2 separate regions of the Mus musculus genome follow, and region 2 is linked to region 1. Evidence: chromatin contacts called from public promoter capture Hi-C data. All regions are on one chromosome and are shown on one strand. Each heading gives the region's core, a stretch centred on a gene start, on an enhancer-like site or on the middle of the called end of the contact. The rest is flanking DNA. Distances are from core to core; before and after follow the strand shown. Region 1 overlaps Cab39 (calcium binding protein 39). Region 2 holds the start of Spata3 (spermatogenesis associated 3).

Region 1 (4,603 bases), core at 1,507-4,006:
GTAGAAAAACAGAAAAAAATTAACTCTTGGGTCAGGGTTAATACACAAATTAACATCTGTCTTGTGTACTGTCAGGTGAAATCCCACATTTGGTTTTGAATAGGGTAGCTAGAATAAGGAGTCAGTTCCAAGACTATGTAAAACACAGGCTGGCCACTTAAAGATGCCTGACATTTCCAGGAATTAAGGTCAGTATAGTGTCTACAAATGAGCTACTTAGTCTTAAGATATCTTTTATTTTTATGCCTAAAGATAATATTGGCCTGGAGTGCAGTATTATTAAATCATTATTTTTTTTAAAGATTTATTTATTTATTATATGTAAGTACACTGTAGCTGTCTTCAGACACACCAGAAGAGGGCGTCAGATCTCATTACGGATGGTTGTGAGCCACCATGTGGTTGCTGGGATTTGAACTCCAGACCTTTGGAAGAGCAGTCGGGTACTCTTACCCACTGAGCCATCTCACCAGCCCCAAAATCATTATTTTTCTGAGTGGTCTAAACCCACTTGGGATTCTTCCACTTTGACCTGGAGTTGTGGGATTGTAGGCATGTACCACTGTATCATGTTAAAGTCATTGATTTTCTGATGCTCTGGAGCTGTCATAGAGGCCTTGTAATAATGCCTCCAAACATCTGGAGACACCAGAAAGGTTTAAGGTTATAATCTCAGGTAACTGCTCTGGCTTTAACAATTGGCTAATCCTAGTGGACAGCACTAATAGCTGCCTCTGAAAAGTAAAGAGCTTACCCATGGCTTGGTGCAGCTCTGAGTACCTACATTTGATTTGGATGCCAGTAAAATGCCAGATGACTTGGCGTCTGCCAGTAATCCCAGTACTTGGGAAGCAAAGGTAAGAGGACAAGTGTGAGTCAGCTTGCATTACATATGACTTACAGATTAGGTTCTACCTGTGACATCCAAGTCCATTATCTAAACAGTAGGGACGAGGTGGTACGACTGGAGCAGACTCACCTCTTACTCCAGAACCCAGCTACCACAAAGTTTGAAAGCTGCTTTCATCACCATAGCTAATGCCATTTTTATCTGAAGATGCTTCTGCACTTGTATTATTCATCTCCCATGATTTTGAAACAAGTTCACCCTATTTGCTTCCCTCCAAGAACACTTGTAGGAATCCATCCAGTTTTAATCAGTATAACTTTCTGTTCAAACCACTGTGATTCTGACACTTCAGTTAGCAATACTCTCAATATTTGGAGGAGGTAAAAAAAAAATCAAGAAGATGCTGGGCATGATGATGTATGCCTTATATCGCAGCATTTTGGAGTCAGAGGCAAGTGCATCTCTGAGATCCAGGGAAATTGTGGGACTGTATCAAAAAAAACTAGAAAATAAAATAAGAAATTAGAAAATCAATCAAGATGAAAGATGTGGGGTATCTGCATCTGGGTGATATCTGTGTGGTTGAATTGTTCCTTTGTGTGCACGCTCGGGGATTCAGCCTCTGTAGTCACTTGGTAGCATTCCACTTTGGAAATAGTGAAGGAAACATTAAGTTCTATGTGGAAAATGTGTAGAGGACCGAAAGTTTTCAATGTAAGTAGCTCTTCCTGGTTGGGGTGTCTCTCAGCTGCTGTGCTCCCGTGGCTATAAAAAGCAATTGCTTCCTCATTTTAGATACAGATTTCAGATGAAAAGGCAGATTTTCCTGTTTGACTGTATTGTGCTATCAACACATCAGGAGTGAGTGGAATGTTCTTTGAGCAATAAAAAAAGGCATGTGGCCATTCTGTAACAGCACTTGGGCTTCTCAACTTTTGCCTTCCTTTCCACTCCATACTTTCTTACCCACAGAACTTGAAAAAAAAATTACAAAATAATTTGTTTCCATATCAGACTTTAGACTGTGCATACAGCTCTTAGCCAATTGTAATACATCTTCTGGTTTTCCCTTCAAAATTATCAGTGTCTAAGGGCCAGTTCAGGGAGCATCATCTCCTTGATGCCTGCCTGCATGCCTCTAGCATACAGTGTGCCTTGCCTGTCCTCTGAACTTGGTATTGATGAGGTTTTCATTAGGATAGATTTTAAGTCTGTTCTGTGTGTACCTATCTTTATAATCTACTTCAAATCATGATCTCATCTTTTTAGATCCATGAGCTGAGTTGTTGGTATGTGGTGGGAATCTTCATTCCCTCTAAAAGCACATGCAGCCACTTTCTGTATGATCCTGCCAGCTAGTTGACAGCTGCAGTCTAGTTGCTTCCCTGATGTTAAACACTATTTAGCCTCATTGTTTCATTGAGAGCTCTTTTCTCAACCTAAGACCAAGCCTTCATAAGCCAGTTAATGTGTTGACAAAGAGGCTAGAAAGGCTATGGTTTCTGGGTAGAAGAAAGGTCATCTTTCATAGAATGTTCTACATCAGTGGTTCTCACTATGGGTCACGACCCCTTTGAGGGTTGCATATCAGGATATCCTGCATATCAGATACTTATATTATCTAGTAGTAAAACTATAGTTATGAAGGAACAACAAAATAACTTTATATGGTTGGGGCCATCACAGCATGAGGAACTGTATTAGAGGTGTGCAGTGTTAGGAAGGTTGGGAACTGCTCTTCTACAGGACCCGCAGTCTGAAGTGCCATGCAGTTGTGCAGTCTGCCTCCAAATATTTCTGCTGAAAAAAGTTTATTTACACTAAATACTACTATTTGACAGCCTTTGGGCAGTTACAAAGAAAACAAACCTGCAAATCTCCAACTATGGTGGTGCAGCTTGGACTGGCTCTGCAGTCTGTTTGTGCTTTTGTGGGCGTTTGGCCAGAACAAAAATAGTAATGCCAGACCTTGAAGGAGAGTGATTTCCCAGGTTTATATATCTGATTCTGTAGACATTTAAAGCTGTGAGTTTAAATTTTTTTCAAAATATAGTTCTTTATCAGAGTAATAACTAAGGGCAAATTTAGAAATTACTTTTACAAATATAATTTTTTAAAGCCACCAAATTTCTAACACATCATTAGTTTTTCACCCTAAAGGGAATTTTCCAAAAGGTACCTTTGTCTGGCCATACTTGAGATTTGTGTCAGGTTTTTCTCTTCTGTTTACAGTTACAAGCTTGAATATTGCGTTCTTCTTCAGGAATTTGCTTTCTAAAGGGCAGGGTTGGCTATTTGCTTTTCTTATTTACAAAAATGTGGGTGAGACCATGGTGTTTGTTCATAATCATATGGACTGTGTTTGCACAGCCTTGTGGCAGAGCAAGTAAAGTTTACCCTCGTAGTTTCTTGAAGACTGATACTTTTTCATTATTAAAAAAAAAAAAAAACTATTTCTGTTCTGGTTTATTATATGTGTATGTATGTCTCACTTTGCACATGTCAAGGTCAGAGGACAACTTGCCAGAGTGAGTTCTTCTACTCTCTGGGTTCTATGGATTGCACTGTCAGGCTTGTTGGCATACGTATTTACCCACTGAGACATCTCATTGGCCCAGTTTGTCATACTTTTTTATTTTATGTGTACAAGTATTTTGCCTACAATATGTGTATGTACTGTTTGGGAGTCTGGTGTCTCTCGACACTAAGCGAGAGTGTCAAAACTCCCAGAGCTGGAGTTAGAGTCCGTTGTGAGCCAAGGTATGGGTACTGGGAATTAAACCTGGACAATCTGCAGGAACAGCAAGTGCTCTTAACTGCTGGGCCATCCATCTATCAACCCTGTTTTTCATTTTTAAATGTGAAAATTGGTTAACTTTTCTTATTAAGTTATACTTATTAAATTATTTCTTATTAAATTACATATACTGTTTGTAAATCGTTGAAATTCACGTTTTGAAATTGGTTCTAAAATTATAACTGTAGCTTTTAATTCTTTAATATATCTATGAATCATTTGAGATAGGACTAAAATGGTAAATCCATATTAATTTTAAAAGTTAGAGAAAGCAGTCAGTTATGTATTATAATTGCATATAAATAATAATTTGTAATATGTAACCATAATTTCCAATCTCAAGTTATATGAATTCTTTGCATTGTAACAGTTTGAGAAGTCTAGCATGTGAATAAGAAAGCTGTCAAAGCTTTTCAGATTGACTTATAAAGAAATTTTATTTATTTACTTAGTATAAGTATATATATGTTGTGTAACCTACAGTGTGCATGTGCCTACCACATGCTTATCAGTGTTCTGAGACCAGAAGATGTCATAACTCCCAGAGCTAGAGTCACATGGAGTTGGGAGCCTCCTGACATGAGTGCTAGGAACCTAGCTTAGGTTCTCTGAGAGGCAGCTGGGAAGTTTCTTAGTGTTCTGAGCCATCTTACTAGACCCTACAGATTAATTTCCAGCCTTTGTTTTGCTTATTGCAGGTCTCATCAGTAGATTGAAAAATCACTTTAGTGAATTACCACCAGCCTTTAGAAGGAGGGAGTACAGTGGAACAAAAAACAGAATGCAGAGTAATATGAGAAATTAATGAAAGTATACAGTATAATTTTACCAATTAGCAATAAGTACTGTTTGGTGATAATTGGTTGGTTGGTTAGGTTTTTGGTTGGTTGTTTTTGTTTTGTTTTGTTTTTCTCTTTTTAGTCTTTTCCAAGCTGACCTTGGAACTCCCTGGCTGA
Region 2 (4,603 bases), core at 822-3,321, 210 kb after region 1:
CGGGGACTACAAAAATCCTAGCCTGTCTTTGGCAACAACCTCTTAGTAAGAAAATTTCTGCCTAGAGTCTTCTGAAGGGCCCCATCCTTCCCCTTTCACTCTCTATCGATTCTGAAACTTGTTGGCTCTCCTTGCCCAAATCTAGGGCAAGGGGAATGAAAGCTAAGACAAAGCTAGACATAAGCCTAAGCTAAGTGCACTGTGACTGTGATGTAGAAGAGCCAGTTCTTGGCAGGAAACTCTTATGAGGATTTCTCCCTGCTTCTGAACCATTTCTCCTTAATGGTACAAACATTCCTCAACCTGTATTCTGTCCTCTATCTCCCAGAACACAAGCTTGTGTGTCCCATACCCTGTGGCATCCCTTTAAGGAGAAATGAACTGGCTATTTCATGGCTACTTAAATTCTACCCAAATATGTTCCTGTCCCATCAGATTCGTTTAAACCGGTTGTTTTCAACCAGGAAAAATGTTAACACCTTCTCCAAGCTCTGGGCATATTTAGCCACATCTGGAGATGTTCTTTTCCTTACACTGATGGGGTGCTGGCCAGTCAAAGCCAGAGAGGCTGCAGAGCTTCCTATAACACACAGAACAGCCTCCTCCAAAAGATATTATCTAGCCCATAGTGTCAATCAGGACTGAGACTGAGAAACTGATTTCAATCAGGTTATGCTCATCAGTCAAAGTCTAGCAGTCACTGAAAAGGTTCCAGCCTGATTCTGAATGTCATCCCTTCAAATGGCCCATAGATCTTTGACCTCAGAAACTGCCAGCTTCTTGTAGATTCACCTACCCACTGAACCGCCTTGCTCCAAACCAACCAGACACAGCCTGAGCCATACTGATCTAAGCTGCACTCCCAACCCATATCTTTCTCTAATCTTCTCATGCAAGAAACTTAATTTTTTTCCAATTCTTTAATTTCAAAGTCTGTATAATCTGACTCCCCATTGCCTACTGGGGTCATAAAGAAAAATAACCCTTTAGAACTTAATCTTGAGTGTGTCACCAATCAACTAGAAATGGGGATTTAGTTTGGGAGGTACTTATATAACTGAATTTCTCTGAACATCAATATCCTTTTTGGGATAATAATAATAGTGATGACAATAATGTAATAATAATAATAATAGTCAGCAAAGTCTTTGCTGGCTCTAGAAGCCTGAAAATAGATTCTCTCACTTCACTGTTGACATCTGGTCTAGCCTTTGTGTGTAGCTTGTCTAGGACCTTTCTGGCTCACTCGCTCTCCCTCCACCCTCCTTACTGCATCCTCACCCCTTCCCCAGCTTCTGGTGTCTGAGTAGGGCAGGTGTACTTTACCCACGCAGCTTACCTACTTCATGGAGGAAGTTCTTTCTGGGAACGCACTTTTCTATTGTGATGTGTGACAGGCTATCTTTTCAAAACACTTTTCACTCTTCCACCCTAAAATGGAAGTTAAATTGTTAAGAGATTCATAGTTTGTTTGACCTAACCAGTGTTTTGGGAGGTAATACCAATGAAATGAATTTGAGAAATTTTTCGTTTTCTGAGAACTGGCTTAAGGTAGAATTGGCCAAATTCGAGGATTCTTATAAAAGTTTAGACATACACACACACTCATACAAGCAAGCACTCGTGTTCACATATATTCAGAGATGACAGAAGGCAGTGGGTTGTGGGAGGTAAAATGCTAAAAAAGGAAGTCAAATCTTCAGGAAAGTTCCCTAAATGTTAACCATAATGTTTGTGTTTGGGGATAGACACGTAGAAACCAGCAACGGAGCTGAGAATCCTTCCTATTCAGGATGTCTTCGAATAAAAAGTAGCTCTCACGGACCCTGGAACGTGCAGCCGAAAGGTGCCTGAGGCTCTGGTCACATAATCATGGATCCAGTTCTCTTAGGCCCAAAGACTGTCTTAATTAGACCATGGAGGAACAAGGCAGCTGCTGCCTCCTGCCGGTTCAAGCAGGAAGCCCTGGGAGAGGAAACCGGTGCCAGAGCCCTAGCCACAGGGGCCAGCCTGGCTTTTGTGACCTCACAGGAGGTATGGGTGACTCTTGTCTGTGGGACCTTGCTGTGGTCAAAGATCAGAGACATACCCACAGGGGAGACTGCCTACCTAGGGAGGGAGCCAGGAAATTCACAGCTCCATGTAGCTCCACGGTGTTACTCTAGAAGGATCACCATGAAGAAGGTCAAAAAGAAAAAGTCTGATTCCAGGCGCCGCAGGAATTCCATTTCACCGCAGACTAGCTCCGATTCCTCACAGCAGCCCAGCTCAGAAACCCCGCCGTCATGTCCAGAGCCCGCCTCGCCACCATCTAAGCCACAGCCTTGCCAGGAGTCCACCACACCACACCAAGTTAACCCTGAGCCTAAACCGCAACAGCATACACCACAGCCTCTCCCGCCTCCAGAGAAACCTGCCTCATCTCCGTTCCTGGTACCCATGGAACCTAAACCAATTCTTCCAAGCAGGAAAGCAGGTGGGCGGACTTCCTGCTTTAAGGCAGTTCTAGCCTTCTTGCTGATAGAGTCCCAGAGCTACCAGAGGTGGGCTCCAGTCTGGTGGTGGTGGTGTATAGTCAGCATGCTGCCCGGGGCTAAGTTTATAAGCTGTGGAGGGGATGATTTTTTTCCCCCTTAGGTTTTTCAAGACAGGGTTTCTCTGTGTAGCCCTAGCTGCCCTGGAAATCACTTTGTAGACCAGGCTGGCCTCGAACTCAGAAATCCGCCTGCCTCTGTCTTCCAAGTCCTGGGATTAAAGGCATGTGCCACCACGCCCGGCCAAGAGGATGATTTTTATGAGAGAGTAGAATCCCTAGGCTATGTCCTTCTGTAGCATCTCAGGTCTCGCTGCAAACAGCCATGGATACATACTAACATTTACGGCTCCATGGGGGGAGACCCTCTCATTAGGAGTCAGTTAGTATCCATTCAGAAATTAAAAGCAAATATAGACTAAAAGAAAGGAAGCAGTGATATGCCTTCTGGCTACCTTTTATTGGTTATTCGAGAGGCCAGACCACTCCAAAGAAGATAGTACAGGGTGATGGAGGTAGATGACTATGGTACAGCCTTTGAGAGAATTGGGGGTTTCTGTTTGTCAGATGGAAGATAGGAGTTTTGTTTTGTCTTTCCATGTTACCCTAAGAGATCTGACCTTGGACTACAGAGAGGATGGCTAGATCAAAATATAGGACTCCTGACTAACTCCTAACTTCAGATAAGCCACAAATAATGTTATAATCCTTAGTATCTGTTCCAAATAGGCATCCTATATTTCTGCTTGTCATCCCTTCCCACAGAAGATACTAGAAAAGGGTCTGCGCAATGTATAAAGCAAACCAAAAATGTAAAAACAGTATTTTGTAGCCATCATTTTAATTTAGTTTAGCTCTGCCTAATATTAAATGGCTGGCCAGCTGTCAAAAAGAAGTCTCCATCTTCTTGGATAGCCAATGAGAGACAAAACTTTGGACAGTATCAAGGGGACTCAAGTGGAGTTGGAAAGCTGGGATGCTCCAGACCACTGAGGATAATGAAGATAGACAAGTGACCATTGACTGTTCCTTCCATGCCTAGTACTTCATTCATCCATTTCCGTCCATCTTATCTGACGATACTGTAGGGAGGAAATATTCCTTTGTCCTCTGGAGCAGCCCTTGGTATGGTTGAAAGGGAAACTTGAGTCTATTCTGATTCCAGATTCCCTACCCTTGACCACAACTGACCTTCCAATACCAAGAGGCCAGCAGGTCCTCCAGAGAGAAGGAGGAGGAGGAAGAGGGGATCTTTCTCTGACCTTTCCTTGAACCATGACCAAAGTACTCTATGTCCTTGAGCAACTCACACTCTGGGCCACAGCAATCCTAAAACAGTCTGAGCAGAGAACGAACACAAACCATGAGAGAACCAGAGCTCTCAAGCCAAGGAATTGCCAGGACAACGGTGACTCTGTGACTGGTGTCTGTGTGCAACATGAGCTTCAACCATGTAGACATTTCTGGGTGATAGCCTCAGAGCTGGTGTCAGTAGAAAGCAAAACCTTCCAGCACCACATCTTTAAACCTTTAAAACGATAGGGTATTGAAGAGGCAAAGGAGGGACTGTCCATGGCCTACTGAATTTGTTAACTTTCTCATCACCGTGACCCAGTTATCTGAGAAATTACTGAAACGATGACTTATTCACGTTGGCTCACGGTTTTAAGAGTATCCACGTATCACGGCAAGGTGTAGCTCACAGTGAATCTGCTAGGAAGTGGAGAGAGGGATTATGTGAAGGGCCCAAGGCAAGATATAACCTGCAAAGATGTCCCACTGATGCCCTACAACACCTGCTAGAATCCGCCTCTTAGCCTTTACCAACTCCCAATAACATGACTTCTAGAACTGTCCTAGAGACTGTGTCCCACTCCCAAGAACCAGGTGCAGTCCTCATCTCTCTCCTTCTCTGTCCAGCAGTGCCTCTGACCTATGTGGCCCCACGCTCCTGCTCCTGTGCAGCCTGCCCGGGCAGCTCCGCTTGCTGGCATCGTCTGGGGCTTTGCCATAGCCGAATCTTTGATGTCCTCCTACCTCGGGACTGGTCATCCATGCCAGGGAGAGGAG

What was found. Promoter capture Hi-C pulls out the DNA fragments that hold promoters and counts their contacts.
Region 2: a promoter capture Hi-C map of liver shows a contact between it and region 1, with 2.5 times the contacts expected there. The contact joins the promoter of Spata3 here to the enhancer-like site in region 1. A contact is called at or near these places in 7 of 39 promoter capture datasets (the C10 cell line, cranial neural crest, embryonic stem cells and 3 more), 2 of 115 datasets of contacts at active chromatin or transcription factors (embryonic stem cells and stem cell-derived neural progenitor cells) and 2 of 9 other capture datasets (adipose tissue and liver).

Annotation. Positions count from the first base shown.
Region 1 is chr1:85,807,810-85,812,412 of GRCm38.p6, forward strand. All of the region lies in intron 1 of Cab39 (calcium binding protein 39), which reads left to right. Among named protein-coding and RNA genes, the nearest start is that of Cab39, 17 kb to the left of the region's middle. Within about 2 kb of position 2,757, at least 40 of the 459 cell types and tissues checked have an H3K27ac peak or open chromatin away from gene starts, as enhancers often do. A contact at or near this core is called in adipose tissue and liver, where this site is marked.
Region 2 is chr1:86,019,874-86,024,476 of GRCm38.p6, forward strand. Spata3 (spermatogenesis associated 3) reads left to right here and starts at 2,072. Exons shown (of 4, transcript NM_001122732.2): 1 at 2,072-2,476; 2 at 4,457-4,603. The coding sequence starts at 2,176.